Regions from separate parts of the Mus musculus genome. Here region 2 is linked to region 1. Evidence: chromatin contacts called from public Hi-C data. All regions are on one chromosome and are shown on one strand. Each heading gives the region's core, a stretch centred on a gene start, on an enhancer-like site or on the middle of the called end of the contact. The rest is flanking DNA. Distances are from core to core; before and after follow the strand shown. Region 1 overlaps Gm35735 (a long non-coding RNA gene). Region 2 has its middle 13 kb from the start of 4930505K14Rik.

Evidence for each region. Hi-C and Micro-C count contacts between places; a contact is called where the count stands out from the background.
Region 2: a Hi-C map of the HPC-7 cell line shows a contact between it and region 1, with 2.3 times the contacts expected there. The contact joins two enhancer-like sites. A contact is called at or near these places in 2 of 39 promoter capture datasets (the C10 cell line and neutrophils), 1 of 15 datasets of contacts at CTCF or cohesin (large pre-B cells), 6 of 484 Hi-C or Micro-C datasets (the HPC-7 cell line, bone marrow-derived macrophages, embryonic stem cells and 2 more), 5 of 115 datasets of contacts at active chromatin or transcription factors (bone marrow-derived macrophages, embryonic basal ganglia, fibro-adipogenic progenitors and 2 more) and 1 of 9 other capture datasets (embryonic stem cells).

Annotation. Positions count from the first base shown.
Region 1 is chr5:148,573,280-148,580,836 of GRCm38.p6, forward strand. Gm35735 (a long non-coding RNA gene) reads left to right here. Exons shown (of 7, transcript XR_001785050.1): 2 at 1,263-1,364; 3 at 1,778-1,988; 4 at 2,983-3,128; 5 at 3,776-3,860; 6 at 4,119-4,451; 7 at 5,072-5,775. Among named protein-coding and RNA genes, the nearest start is that of Gm35735, 4.9 kb to the left of the region's middle. Within about 2 kb of position 4,077, at least 8 of the 459 cell types and tissues checked have an H3K27ac peak or open chromatin away from gene starts, as enhancers often do.
Region 2 is chr5:148,786,729-148,794,285 of GRCm38.p6, forward strand. No RefSeq gene overlaps it. Among named protein-coding and RNA genes, the nearest start is that of 4930505K14Rik, 13 kb to the left of the region's middle. Within about 2 kb of position 2,718, at least 76 of the 459 cell types and tissues checked have an H3K27ac peak or open chromatin away from gene starts, as enhancers often do.

The DNA.
Region 1 (7,557 bases), core at 2,827-5,326:
TCTCTATTCTCTGTGAACCTGGGCTGTGACCACAGCAGCCCCTGGGGACTTCTGTGTAATACCTACAGGACTTCTTGAACTCAGCCCTTTGGAGGGAAAAACAAAAAACAAAAACCAAAACCAAAGGATGAATTAAGGTTTCCTTAGGGGGTAGCCAGATGGCTCAGCCCTTGCAAGGTGCTTGCCGCCAAACCTGACAACTGAAGTTCCATCCTGGGACCTCCATGGTAGGAGAGGCCCCACTCCTGCAAATGGTCCTCTTACTGATGCATGCATGCATGCTCTGTGCACACATATTCGCCACATAATAACCATGTGTAACAAACAATAATAATAATACAGAGAATTCCTCAGTGCCAACACAGCATGGACATGAATTTGTCTTTTAAAAGTTAGTCAAAGTAACAAGTGCAGAGGCTGGAGAGATGGCTCAGCAGCTAGGAGCACAGGATGCTCTTGCAGTGGACCTCGATTTGACTCCCAGTATGCACATGGTGGCTCATAGCCATCTGTAGCCCAGTTCTACAGGATCTGATGCCCTCTTCTGACTCTAAGGGCAACAGTTACATACATGGTGTGTGTGTGTACAGGCAAACACTTATACACACAAATAAATATAAAAACAGTTTAAATGTCAGAGTAAAGCTTAACATATTTTAGTTGAAAAGGCAGATATGTGGAATGAAGGGTATTTCCCAGTAGAAGCACATATCACCAATATCAATGCAACTATTCTGCCAGTTTTTAAATGAGCAAGTTATGTATTTTAAAAATATAGATGTTGTGACATGGCTTTCCAATGAAACAGTATTTAGCCATAGACTGATGTTTACAAAGTGTTTCAGTGCTCTCAAACAGCGAGCAGCAAAAAGGCCAGATGGTAAATTATAATTTACAAGTTAATTTGAACTCCAATATTTAAAATAAATTTTAAAATAACATAACGGTTGTGGTCACAGTGGGGTTAGGCCTCAGTTAGAATTTGTTTTTCTGGCTTTGTACCCTTTCACCTTTATTGAATGCAGAAGTAGGACTTTTGCATTTGTGATCATTTTAAAGGCTTGCTTATTTTTATTTTGTGTGTATGAGTGTTCGCTTACATGTATGTATATGCATCCCGTGTATGCACCATGGGATGCATGCCCCACCCACCACGTGCCATCTTTACATTACATTCTAGTGATGGAGGATTTTGTAACGTAGTCACAGTTCCAAATACTCTTGCTCTGGATTGCTGGAAGCACCATTCTTTTCTGCTACAGACACCCAGAAGCCTCTTGTGCCCTGTGATTGATCTCCTAAAATGCCCTCTTGCTCAAGCTTCAAGCAGTCAAGCCCACTGAGGCTTTAGAAAACCCCAAAAGGTAAGTTCAAAGAACTGGGTTGAGCTAAGCAGTCAGGATCGAGGTTTCCATTTTTAAATGCACCATCTACAACATCAGGCTAAACCCCTCAGTTTAGACAGAGATGGGGGCAGGCTTGTTTTTTGTCGTAATTCTCACAGCGCTTGGCTTAGGGTCTCAGCAAGGACCCCCTAAAGCATTGCAGGGTGTAGGCCACCAGCTGGACGTGCTCTTGGTTCCTGGGGCAGCGAAGCTAAACACATTCAATCTTGGATTGCAGGAAGGAGAATTCTTTTTGTGTTTGCACCTTCAGTTTGCTTTCAGTTTGTAGAAACTGTATCAGTCTTTCCTGAAGGAGAAACAGCTCCGAGACAAAAGGGCAACATTCTTTTAAAGGTCTGACAGAGACAAAGCAGGATTCTTTTTCTCCCTAGAGAACCGAATGGCAGCAGGAGAGGTCAGGAGCAGACAGGATCATGGCGATGTGTGGCACAAAAGATAAGTTTAAAGGGCACAGTCCTGCCTGTTCGATAAGAAGATTTTATTTTTAGTTTTCTGTTCTCCGGGTGGGGGAAAATGTGTGTCTCTAGCTTAATTGCATCTTTTTTTCCACCTTAATGGTCTTGACAAACATCAACTTGGAGGGTATGTGCTTGACTACCCAAGTCTAAGTAACTCTTCCTGCTGGAGTCTGCTCATGCTGCTTCCATTGAGGTGTGGAATCCTGCGGGAGGGGGCGTGGCTTGCTGATGTTGCTTAAAATACTTATTCATTTATTTTCATCTTATGCCTGTGAGTGATTGTTTGCATGTATGCATGCCTGGTGCCTCCGGAGGTCAGAAGAGGATGCCGAATCTCTTGGAACTGAAGTTACAGACAGTGCTGAGTCACTAAATAGGTGCTTGGACTGGAACCCATGTCCCCTACAAGAGCAGACAGTGCTCTTCATCATAGAACCATTTCTCCAGCCCCGGCTTAGGTTGTTTTATAGGATGCTCTATAATAATCAGAGCCATTCAGGCTGTGATTAGGCATTCTGGCTGTACTCTGTTTGATCTTGGTGTCGCTGACCCACCAGTTCATCCCCCTCCTCCTCCCCCATACCTTCAGTTCCATTCCATTAGAATATTTTTATCTCTGCCCATCAATCACAACTCCTCCAAAACACAAATGCAACGAGAGAGCTCTCCTCTTGATTGTTTTTATTCTTTTAATTAAAATTAAGCCCAGAGACCAACGCTTAGATTAGCAAATGCCCATTTTAAGCAAACCTGATGGATGAAATTCCAGCATGGCCAATCCTGTGCATTAGGAAGTAATTATTGGCTTTGCAAGAGAATCCTTCACTTTGCAGAGGAGCAGTGAGAGGATTTGCTGGAAAGCTCAGATCGCATTTAAAATAATTGGGCTTGCCTGCATTTGTCTGAAGGCCTCCTATTGAGTAAGCAGGCAGACCCCTGCAAATGGCCAGAATGCCCAAAGACGCTAACCACCTGCTAAAGAATATCAGCTGGCGTAACGACTGTAGAGATCAACTGGTCAGTGGCAGTGTCGTTAACGATGAAGACAAAAAGATATTTCCTGTACTGCATGTACTGTGTTGGATGCAGGTTTATTGAATGCAGTATGTTGGTTGCAGGTATATGGCATGTACTATGTTGGCTGCAGATGTCTTGGTTTCAGGTATGTTGCATATGTGTGTTGACTGCAGGCATGTTGCATGTACTGTGCCGGCTGCAGCCGGGTGGTGCTGTGGCTGTGTTACTCGTAGCATCTTCACTTCAGGTGAGCAGAATAGTTTGTCAGCAATGAAGACCCATTTGACACCGGAAGCTAAATCCAAGTTGCTGAGACCAGCTGGCCTCCCCAGCCCACAAAGGAGAATGAGTTCTGACCCAGAGCCCTGCGGTAGATGAGGCTGTGGAACAGGCCCAGCAGAACCTAAATGCTGAACATTTTCAAATAATTCATAGATCTTCCAAATGGAGTGGCAAGTTTGGAAAGGCCAGCAACTTGCATCTCTAATATTATAACATATTATTATGTTATTTTTTTATAACATAGTATTTTTTTGTTTTGTTTTAAAAATAAGAATAAATGACCATTTTCTGTGCCGGTATTCTGGGCACTTTCTGTCTTACTTAACATAAAACCTTGATTTGATGAGCCCAACAAGTTAAACCATGTTTGAAAGCATGCCTTTATTTAAGCCTAAGCTTACTCTTTTTAACTGGATTTTTCTTCCTAATGGCAAGAATTTTACATTAGCAAAGGGAAAATTATTTGAACTCATGGGTAATTAAATATTGACTTTAGTGTATCTAAATTACTGCTCATCTTACAAAAAGATTAGAATGAGCCATTATTATGCATAATATGGCTTAGAAGGAAGATTAAAATCTCATTTCTTCTTCATTTTTCCTGTCTCACAGAGTCTTAGTGGCCTTGTCTCGCCTCCTGTCCCTTTTTGACATATCCCAAAGGACAGTGTATAAAACACTCCAGGCTCTTTCCCAGGTGGGTGTCCTGAGAGTTAAGGGTCATTATGCTGCCACCTGAGTAGCTTTCTTACTCCTAGAAAAAAGTAAGAGGGCCCACACCAGAGTTCCTCTTGCAAAATCACCAAACACCCGTGGCCAGATCCAATTTCCACCTACACAGTTTCTTAGAGCCACTCTGAAATTGGTGATTGGCCTGGCTCACACCGCCCTTAGGCTTGGTTCAACACCTTTACCTACCTGCCCAGGTCCTTACTAACCTAGGATCTATTTTTAGCTGTGTAGGTCATCGACCTCAAGGTCTACAGTACAACACGACGTCATTGCTAATAGCTTCAGCTGTCATCGCTCTGTGGTTGGCTCATCTGCCACGCCTCTGTCTTCCACGAGCCTGCCTGTAGCACTCATAGCAGAAGATGTCTTGTCCTCTTGCACAATGCCTAGAAGAGAGATGACACCAAAGGATGTGCTTGCTGACCCTCGGCCCCATCCCAAACCTGGGCGCATGGTCCTCTTCAAACAGGAGGAGTTCTAATCTGTTGTACTCAGGAATCAGGGGCCGAAGGCAAAAACACAAGGTTACTTACTAAGGGGCGTTTGAAGGTTTAAGGTTGGTAAGATAATTTTTAAAATTAAAACATAATTACATTTTCCCCCCATCTCCCTTTCTTCTCTAGTCCTTCCTATTTATATCTCCTTCAAACTCATGGCCTCTCTTTCTTCAATATATATATATATATATATATACATGTATATATATCACCTATATGTTATATATAAATGCATAAAGTATCTAAACAGAACTCGCAGGATCTGTTTAGCATTGCTTGTGTGTAGACAATGACAGGGCTGACCATTTGGCATTGGATAACCAACTCAGAGACTCATCCTTGGGGAAGACTATTTCTCCTGTTCTCAGCTTTCTTTACTGGCCATCAGCTCTTTGCCTAGGGTTGGACCCTGTGAGATTTCCCCCTAACAGACATTTCTGATAGTAAAATAAGAGGGGGAAAATAACTTAAGATAAACATACACCCATATATGTATATGTATGTATTACATATGGGTAAATTTGGATATGAGAGAGGTTATTATAAATGTAAATATGAACATGATATATACATGTATGTGTCATATATGCATACCTATATTACACATATGTATACAATAATACACACACAGTGGGTAACAATTTATTTTGATGATTTTTTAAAATGTATTTTCTCCCAGGATCGGTCTTTGTGGATGTAGAGAGCAACAGGATGAAAGAGAGGCTGATGAAGCAAGGAGCATTGAAAGAAGAATGCAAGGTTTAAGGGAGTTGGGATGGTCGCCACTGCTTGCTTCCCTGGTTTCCAAGGCCAGCAGGCGTTTCAGGGCACTGGTATATTAAGGAAGTTGGTTTATAATTACATGTCTTTCACAAGCTGCTGCCTTGGGGTCTGGGACACGAGCTCAAATTACTGTTTCTACTGGAAGCGATTCTCGATGCTCGTGGAGGCTAAGAAAAAATGTTTATTCAGTCTGTGTCAGAGGACCTGGGCTATAGCCATTCTTCACCCCCACCCACCAACCCACCTCCCTATATCCTCTGCACGTGCTCCATAGTGTCTGCTGGCCACTGTGAGTTCAGACGCCAGGGAAAAGCCATTCACATAAGGCAAACGCCGGTCATTTTACTAAGTATTACTAAGTTTGGTTTTATGAATTTGAAGTAAGAAACACTATATTGTGCTAACCAGTAGTAGCGCATGACTCTTAAGCAGAAGGCTCCAGGGGTCCCATTTTCTTGGGAGGATTGGCCTCAGGGGAGTGATGCTGTTGTCAAGAGTGGTTTTTTTAACCTACGTTTGATAAGCCCACCTGTAACGGTTGAGGGCGGGCTGATGAGGACGCTGGGACACTAAGGCTTTCTTGCCCATGTGTTGGACATGGGTTTTTTGTTTTTTTTTCAAGCAGTGTCTAAAAGTAATATATTTGTGGGAGCTTGGAGGCTTCCCGGATGTAGCTTCCATACTTCCTCATTTCTTTGCCCGTTCAGTTATTAGTATTTTTTTTTTTTTTTTTTTTTTTTTTACAAAATAACTGGGCTTGGGCTGGAGTGATGGCTCAGTGTTTAAGAACACTGGCTGTTCTTCCAGAGGACCTGGGTTCAATTCCCACTACCCACGTGGCAGCTCACAACTGTCTCTAACTCCCATCCCAGGGGATCCAGTGCCCTCTTCTGGCCTCTTTAGGCACTGCATGCATGCATATACTGCACAGACAGGCATGCAGGCAAACACTAAAACACATAAAACAAAAATAAAAAAAGTAAGTAGCAAATCAATAGGGTTCAATATGACATTTTCATGCGTGTATAGTGTGTGCTTTGATCATGTTTTACTCTCAATTGTACTCTCCTTCCTTCTGTTTTTATTACACACACACACACACACACACACACACACACACAGGAGCACACACTCGCACGCACGCGCACACACATACTTGCATAGATACGTGCATGTGCGCACACACACATACACTCAGATACTTGCATACAAACGTGCATGCACACACATACACGTGTGTGTGCATGCATACTTGCATACACACATGTGCATGTGCATATGCACACTTGCATACACATATGTGTACACACACCCATGTGCATACACAGAGAGACAGAGATTCAGCATATGAAAGAAAACTCATGCCATGCATTTCATCTTTCTGAGCTCCATGCATCCTCTTTCTGAGTTCCCTGTATCCCATTTGAAACATCATTGGTAAGCAGTGTAAGGAGAAAGTTGAGATGGATATCTGGAAACCCTAACAGAATCTGACATGCTCTGTATGTAAACTTGACGCTGCCTGACAGTCTGCCGAACTCTATTTCTTGTACCAAATGTTGAGAAGCTTGCTTGCCTGACAATCCCTGCCGTAATTGCCTGCCAGGTGTCCTGGTTAGTCATGCTGTGAGCATACTCATTGGAGCCCCCCCCCCATTTATAGTAATATCATTGTTCTTATCACCTAGCCAGTCGGCTGTCAGATCCCAAGGGGATATAGGACAAATAACCCTGGACCCAAGAACCGAAGCTCAATGATCACAGTATGCCCTGCATTTACATAACTCAGGTTCAAAAGTACACAAAGAAGCAAGCAACCAAATGGCTACATAAATAAATAGCAGTGCGCAGGGGGCATTAGAGGGTACCAGCACAGAGACTACAAGAGCGTCAGAAGGCAGGGATCTATGGGAGGAAGACTTCTAATAAATGGTTCAGAAGATAAAAAATCTCAATTTATGAAAGTGCTTCCGTCTGGTTATCTGTACATTTTTTTTTAAAGCTTAGTCAAGATGACATTTGGTTCTAACTAATCAGCTACTAACAGTGGATCCATCAAGAAAGACATGTTTCCTTCCTTGTTCTGTGATACTGAGCTAGAGTATGCCAGAGTCAAGAGAGCTCCCAACATCCCCACCCCCTCACCTCATATATAATTGTAGCCTCCCTCAGCCTTGAAGCAGGCTGATCCAGACTTTGACCTTGCTGCCACTAAGAAGGAGATTACCTAGGGTAGAGCCTTCTGACCTTGACGGCTCTATTTGCTCTTCTCCATGACTCGGCTTCCTGCTGAAAGGTCCTGGAGATGCATCGGAGACACACCCTGTAGATCGCCTATGGGCTAGCTCCAGGCACCAAGAATGGGCCGGTGTGGGATGGGCC
Region 2 (7,557 bases), core at 1,468-3,967, 210 kb after region 1:
ATGCCTTGAAATTCCATTCCCACCCCAGCACAAAGCAGATGGTAAAAGAGTGATGAACACAGACATATAATCATAAGTAACACTCACTTGGGACTTCAAAAGCAGGGGACAGAATTATCGTATACAGTTTTCATCATGGTGACTGATGCCATTTGTGTGTAATTAGCCTTTACTTCCTACTCACAGTTTAATTATGAAACTGATATGCAAATTTATGCTAATAGTTTGCCTAAGCAAATGGGTCCACTGCATTTGTGGGAACACTTGAATGAATTTTAAACACACAGAATTGTAGTTTCATAGAATTCTGGGAAGGGTGGGCAGTGCCCCTGGAGCCACCACAGGTCCTAAGGCAGTGATTCTCAACCTGTGGGTCACAACCCTGTGGGGCTGGGGGCGTTGGATGTCCCATAGCAGATGTTTACATTACAATTCATAAAATAAGTTATTAAGTAGAAAAAAAATTTATGGTTGGGTGTTGGGGTACATTGTGTGAGAGTGTGTCTCTGTATATTCAATGGTTAAATTTGTACCCTGCGGAGAACTAAATGCTGACGGGATTCTGGTATTCTCATTTCTACAGCCCGTTACTAGGTTTTCTATTTTGTAAATATTAGTTCTTCTTCGACAGCCTAAAGCAGTCTAGAATTGCATCTGATTGGCTGAAGTGAAGATCTGACATCCAGTAGCTGAGCAGGAAATGGAGGGCAGTACGAGGGGGAGGGAGGAGGGAGAGGGAGAGGGGAAAGGGAGGGGAGGGGAGAGGGAGATTGAGAGAGTCAGCCAGCGGAGCAGAGCAGAGCTGACCACGTGGTGGGACATCGTGCCAGGATTAGTTTAGTTTAGTGGGGTTAGAGTAGTGGGGAGACTGTCCTAGCTGAAAGGCCTAAGCTTTAGAATATTAAAAAGCCTCTCTGTCATTATATCGCTGACAGTCTGAGATAGACCCACTATAGCTGGGGGGTCACCACGACATGAGGAATTGTACTAAGGGGTTGCAGCATTAGGAAGGTTGAAACCATTGTGAGTCTAAACCTTCAGGATTCACAGCAGAGCCTGGGAATGCTCCCGTGTTAAAGTTCTCAGAGCTGTAGCCTAAGCCAGAAAAAGACCACCATCTTTTAGGGCTCCAGAGAGACAGGAAGCTGTGGCTGGCATGCCACTGTTTGGGATGCTTCTACACCCACTTCTCCATGATCTTGTCAAAGCCATGTGGTCCCCTCTTAGATGACGGCTGCCATTGGCAAACACTGCCCAGTGACCACAGTGACATCTTACAACAGTTGCAGCTCTTATTTGTATTTATTTTTTTGAACACCGTGACACAGACACGAGGCCCAGAGTGGTGCTTTTGTAAGTCTCCTGTCCTTTCCCATAGAGCGCCACCATAGCCCAGCCTCTCTGTCCTCTTCCTGAACCAAGAAGCATCCGGCTAGAGGGGCAAGACTGGGGAAGGTGACGTAAGACAAGATGCAAAGCCTTCTGGGACAGGCAGGTGCGGCCCGAAGCACTTGAGTCTCATTTCCCTCCAAAGTTACTGTTTCATACTACACTTGTGTTAATCCATGGTACTTTGCCTCAGAGAGACCATGTGTCTGCATAGGGAACCCCAGCTTCGAACTGCGGGCTACACATGCATGCTCCGCGTGGGAAAGCAGAATGCTAGAATGGCTGAGGGTTCCCATGGACACTTCGTCAATGAAACCTCTCGGGCAGTGTAAGGCCACAAGCCCTACCACCACTATCAGAAACACTGTGTATCAACCCGGAAACACACCCTTTCCCACACACATGGAGCTAGCCCAACTCTCTTCAGACACACCATGGTTACCGTGTTTGCAACCCTCCCCTGCCTCTATTCAATTTTCACTGGGGCCACTGTGTATGGGCAAATCTCTGGACGACTCTGTTACGTCATCATCCATTGGGTGCCGGGACTCGAACGCAGAACCATGAGCACACGCTCAGCATGAGTTGCACACTCCACACTCTTCACTGCCGTCACCACAGTTCCCTTTAAATGGAAGAGCTAGCCTTCAGCGGAGGCCAGGTCCCCTCCCGTTAGCCTGCCCACCCCACAGCTCCTTCCTTGGCTGCTTTTCTGGGTCAAAGCTTAGGCGCTGATACAGAGCAAAGCAACCTCCAGAGAGACAAGGCTGGCAAGGTGCTGTGATGTGAGACTCCCTCCTCCGCAGCAGAGGACTGACCCATAACCGTAACCGGACTGCCTCTTCCTCCCAGCCAACTTCTCCAACCTGGCCTCCAATAGCAATCTAATCAACAATCCAAACTCAATTCCAGAAGTGTCAAACTAAGACCCCCCACACACAAGAATCAATTAACATAAGGCAAGGCAGGGCAACCCCCATGCCCCAGCTCTCCCTCCTGTCTCCTTAAAACTTCAACAAACCCCTCCTCCCCCACCTCCCCCCATCCCAGCCTGCAATAGTACCAAAAGCAGATTGTGAGCCGGGAACCCCTGACACTGAGGCTGGAAGCTGTAATTACCCAGTGTATAATTTGGTTGCTAAATGGATTGTTTACAAAGGTGTGCATGATGAAATCACAGGCCTGACAGAAATGAGGCGGGCTGGAAGGGAGGAAGGGAGGGAAGGAGGGAGGGAGGGAGGCAATCATTAATGTTCCCCCTCCCTCCAGGCTGCCACCTGCCAACTGTGGCTGCTACCACCACTAGCTCCCTGACCTCACTGAGTCACCAGGGCCTCGTGTTCCATGACGTGGGGAAATACCTGGCCTCGCTCCCTCCCTCAGGTTCCATCTGGTAATGATTCCCCGGGAAGGCAGGCTTACCTCAGCATAGCAAGCTGACAAATGGAGTTCAGTTGTTACAGGCCCCTAGGGTTAGCCCAGGAGGAAAATGAGCCCAGCGGAAGCCCTGGAAGACCCGTGGGCCAGAAGAGGAGATCGAGGTCCCAGGGCTAATTCCACCTTCCATGACTAGGGAGCTGCCCTGGAAATCGAGCTGCCTCATGCTCTTTCCTCTGTGGGAATAATAAAAAACAGGGCCCCACCAGAGTACCGAGCATAAAGGAATGGGAAGAGGGTCAGCCATCCTCAGTAGAGTCCCCAGGATGTCAGCTCAGACTTCCCGAGGTAAGAGACATGACTGCTCAAAAGCAAGATGACATTTGAGTCTGGAGAAGATGGCTCAGCGGTTAAGAGCACTGACTGCTCTTCCAGAAGAGCACCCACATGGTGGCTCACAGCCACTGTAATTCCAGTTCCAGGAGGTCTAAGGCCCTCCCCTGGCCTCCACAGGCATTGCATGCACACATACAGTGCATAGACATGTGTGTGCAGGCAAAGCACCCGTCTACATAAGATAAGAAGTTTTTTTTTTTTTCAAGGTAACATTTGCTAGGACCGAGGAATGGTGGCCCACATGGGAACCGGGGGAAAGATGTAGTTGCAAACTGAACAGTGAGCTAACTGCAAAAAGGTGGAGAGGTCAGATAGTATCAAAACCAAGCCAAATGTCATTTTAGAACAACGAAAAGAAATGATCATAATCTATATACACTTATATTAGGGGGCTATAAGGATAAAGAGCCAAGAAATCACAAATAAATGAACATGTCAGGCATCTTCATTAGGGTTTTGTTACTATGAAGAGAGAGAGACCATGACTTTTGTAAGGGACACCATTTGATTGAGGCTGGCTTACAGGTTCAGAGGTTCAGTACATTATCATCAAGGCAGGAACATGGCAGCATCCAGGCAGGCATGGTGCAGGCGGAGCTGAGAGTTCTACATCTTGTTCTAAGGACAAGCAGCAGACGACTCCCTTCCGGGCAGCTAGGAGGGGGATCTCCAAGTTCACCCCCACACAGTGACACACTTCCTCCAACGAGGCCACACCTCCTAATAGTGCCACTCCCTGGGCCAATGACCCACCACAGTAAATGACCGAGTGTGGTGGGGCTCGCCTTCAGTCCCAGCACTCTGGAGGCAGAGGCAGGGGTCTCCATGAGTTCAAGGCCAGCCTGAGCTATATATTGAGTTCCAGGCTATCTGGGGCTACATAGTGAGACCTTGTCTCAATGGGCAACCAAAAGGAAGAGGAAGAGGCAGCAGTGGCAGCAGCAGCGGCATCAAAGGAGGAGGAGGAGGAGGAGGAGGAAGAAGAAGAAGAAGAAGAAGAGGAGGAGGAGGAGGAAGAGGAAGAGGAAAAGGAGAAAAAAAAAAGCAAAGAACGTAACAAGAAATGGTCCTGCTTGCCCTAAGAAACGGGGAAACTAGACTTTCCTCTATTGCTTAAACACAGAAGCTGCTCTCAGGATTGCATCGAGCTATTCCAATACAGGAACATCTCCAAGTGTGTCACAAAGTAAGTCACCTACAATATTGCCAGACGACAGGAATGTCTCACTGTAACCTTCAAGGACCCACAGTTAAGTCCACCAGTGATCAGAATCAACGCAATGCACACGACTATAGTGAAGAAGGGAGGACTAGAACATCCTAAGGGAGCACTCTACACTCACGGAGAGAGATGTCTGGTCCTTGAAGAGCTTTTTGGTATCCTTGGGAACTCTAGCCAAGTGGTGCTGGTTTCTGTCTGACCCAGTCTTTCTGGGCCTTGCTAGCTAAGCACCAGGATAGCACAAATCAACCAAAGGCTGCTGTCTGGGCTGTTTTGAGAAACTTCCCTCTGCAGGAAATAGTCATGGTACTCACTCCGTGACAGGAGAATGGAATTCCTGGGCATTGGTGGGGACATGAATTGAATGGCCATGGGGCGAAACTGTACAATGGACCCACAGTCTATAGATCGTGCCATTCATGCAACACTGGCTGCCTTGAGGGATGGAGGGCATACTTTCTCATCTTGCAACAATGAGTACCAGGATGTCTCTGCCTCCGGGAGTCGAGATTGCTCTCGGTGGCTCTCACCACTCAGGCACCTGGGCAGCATCTGTCCAGGCTGAATGAGGTGGGGTCTGTCCTTCCAGACACCTCAACCTGCCTGCTGACTCTAAGCTTCCAGAAACTTCCAGCCTGCTCCTTGCTGGGATGAACAGCTCAAGTCCAGAGTCTTAGAGTAATTGTATTCGCCAGGCTTCTGAACTGCTGACACGGAGTAGGAAGGACCCAGTGTCCAGCTACCAAAGGAGCAAAGGACACTCAGAGGCTGCTCCCGGCCCCCAGCAGAGCCCCTGTTAAATGTTTGCTCTCCCTGGCCTTGATGTACCTCCATATAAACAACAGCTGGACTCGGGCAGCTTCTGTTTTGCAGGTGGAAGGAGTCGGCAAGATGGAAAAGAGGAAGCAACAGGCTAGTATACGCCAGGAAACACAGCACATAACACTCATAAGGGCCTGGGGTTCTGGCAGTCTGGCCTCTGCGTCTGTAGTCAGGACCGCAGCGTTGACTAGCACGGTTGTGACAATCTTCTGTGATGCTTTGGTGCTTCGGCATAAAGGCACCCATTAACCTGCCCATTAATACAAAAATTAGCATAAGTGAAGGAAGACATTGGACCAAGGACCTAGTCTGTGACGCTCACTCTGATGATTACAGAGGCTTGTACAGAGAAGTTAACAGGTTTCAGATGTCACTTGGCTTATAGTCATTGTTAGAGAAGATCCTCATTAACAAGGTGGATATGAATTCTCACTTAAAAGAAGAGAAATGGAGGCACAAAGAGGGTTTTCTGGTTCTGTGACTCAATCAAAACCTTGCAGGAAGAGCTAACACCTCTAAGGGTTGACTGGAGAGAAATTAATAAAGATGTTTCCAGAAGTTTACAGAGATAGACAGAGGCAAACCAACCCCTGGGTGTCCATGCAGGAAGCTGCTTCCTACTGAAACCTCAAGGGGCAGGTACAGAAGGCGATGCTAAAACCCAGAAAGGGTTCCTAGTAGAGCTGGGGGTGGGGTGCTCCTGGTGGGAGCTGGGGGCCCAAAGGGACCTGCTCTTACCATCAGGAGGAAAGGGGAACCAGAGGAATAAACAAACACTGCGACTCTTCCTCCACGTAGCTGAGGTGGAAACAAGATGTCAAGGGAAACAAAACCAGTTCTCCGTGCATGGAAGGAGAAAGCCAGAGAACAACCGTCAGGGGAGGAACGATTGGAGACTGCCCAATTTGTGTGGTGACACCTGCAGCTTGGGCAGGGAATCAGTGAAGGATGCAACTTTTTTTTTCAATGGACAAAGAAAACGGAGGGAGGAGCTGTTGACGAAGAGCACGCCCAAACTTGACTGCAGATCCAGCTGACCAGTTCCGGACAGCGCTTAAAGATGCAAATCAGCTACAGACCTAACCTCACTTCACCCAGCAAGCTGGGCAGAGGCAAATATCTGGGTCAAACAATAGCCTAGAAAATAAGTAGATAAGAATCTAAACAGGTCGTTTCTGCTGCAAGATCCTGACATTGCAAAGCTCCAACCCTAAAGCTTCAATCAACAAGGACTGAATACATGTTGAATGAATACATTCTTCATTCAAACCAAATCCAGAGCCTGATGCATTTTGCCTGCTCCTTGCCGCTACTTAGGGCGCCACCTCGTGCCCATTTGCCTGTACTACACCCTCCCGCTTAAACCTTCACTTGGAAAGGTTTGTTGATAGAGGAGAGAAAAATTGGCTTCCAAGACAGACATTTTTCTAAAGCGGCTGATTTATAAAGTGGATTTCACACATTATTTTTCTTGAACAAAACTCCAAACACATGACTTAAAAACAATTACTTAAGGCAGTGTACCTAGTGTTTGGATATTTCTGTTCAACAACTGCTTTTAGAAAAAATGTTTACAGAAATTGGTTCGTTTGCATAGGAGATAAAGATAGCCTGCACGTCTTGCAGAATGTGACCTCATATACCTAAAACTTATTTAGGCCTCTGTTAGGGACTGAATGGTATCACATTCCCCCACCAAGATTCACTAGTGCTTCCAAACGAACATAACTCTGAGATGAGGCCCGTAAAGAGATTAAGTCCAAACACACCTTTTAGGGTGTCCCTATCCAATGTTAACGATGTGTTTATGGGTATTTTATTACAAACACGTAGGCACAAAGGGAGATGAACACGATGAGAAGCCATGAACGGGCTTAGGAGAAAGCAGGCTGCCTCTACATCCATCTCCATCTCCAGTCTTGTGGGAAGGAGCAGGCTAGAGGAAGCGGGCAATCTGCGGCAGCCTAGGTAGCATAATCTAGCTCTGATTTCTCTCCTAGGCAAGGTGTGCGAAGACACAGGAGACCCTGTCTCGGTGGAGGGAGTTGAGCTGCCACTAAGTAGGCTCTTGCCAGAGATTTTGGCCTCTGTGAAAAAAGAGTGGTCCAGCGAATTGGGAATGAAATGCCTTTGGGGAGTAGGGGGGTCCCTAGCACAATGACTGGCTTGCAGCACCTACTTCATGCTCTAGGATCAGCCTTAGCAAGAGTGTGGGCACAATGGTACCAGATTTCCCACAAGGAAACCTGTTCAGACCCCCTCTGGACCTTATGTAGAGAAAAGGGAAGCTGGTTACTGAGTGTCAGTAGAAAGCGCCCCCCCCCCTGCCCGCAATCTGTGGAGAGCTGAGA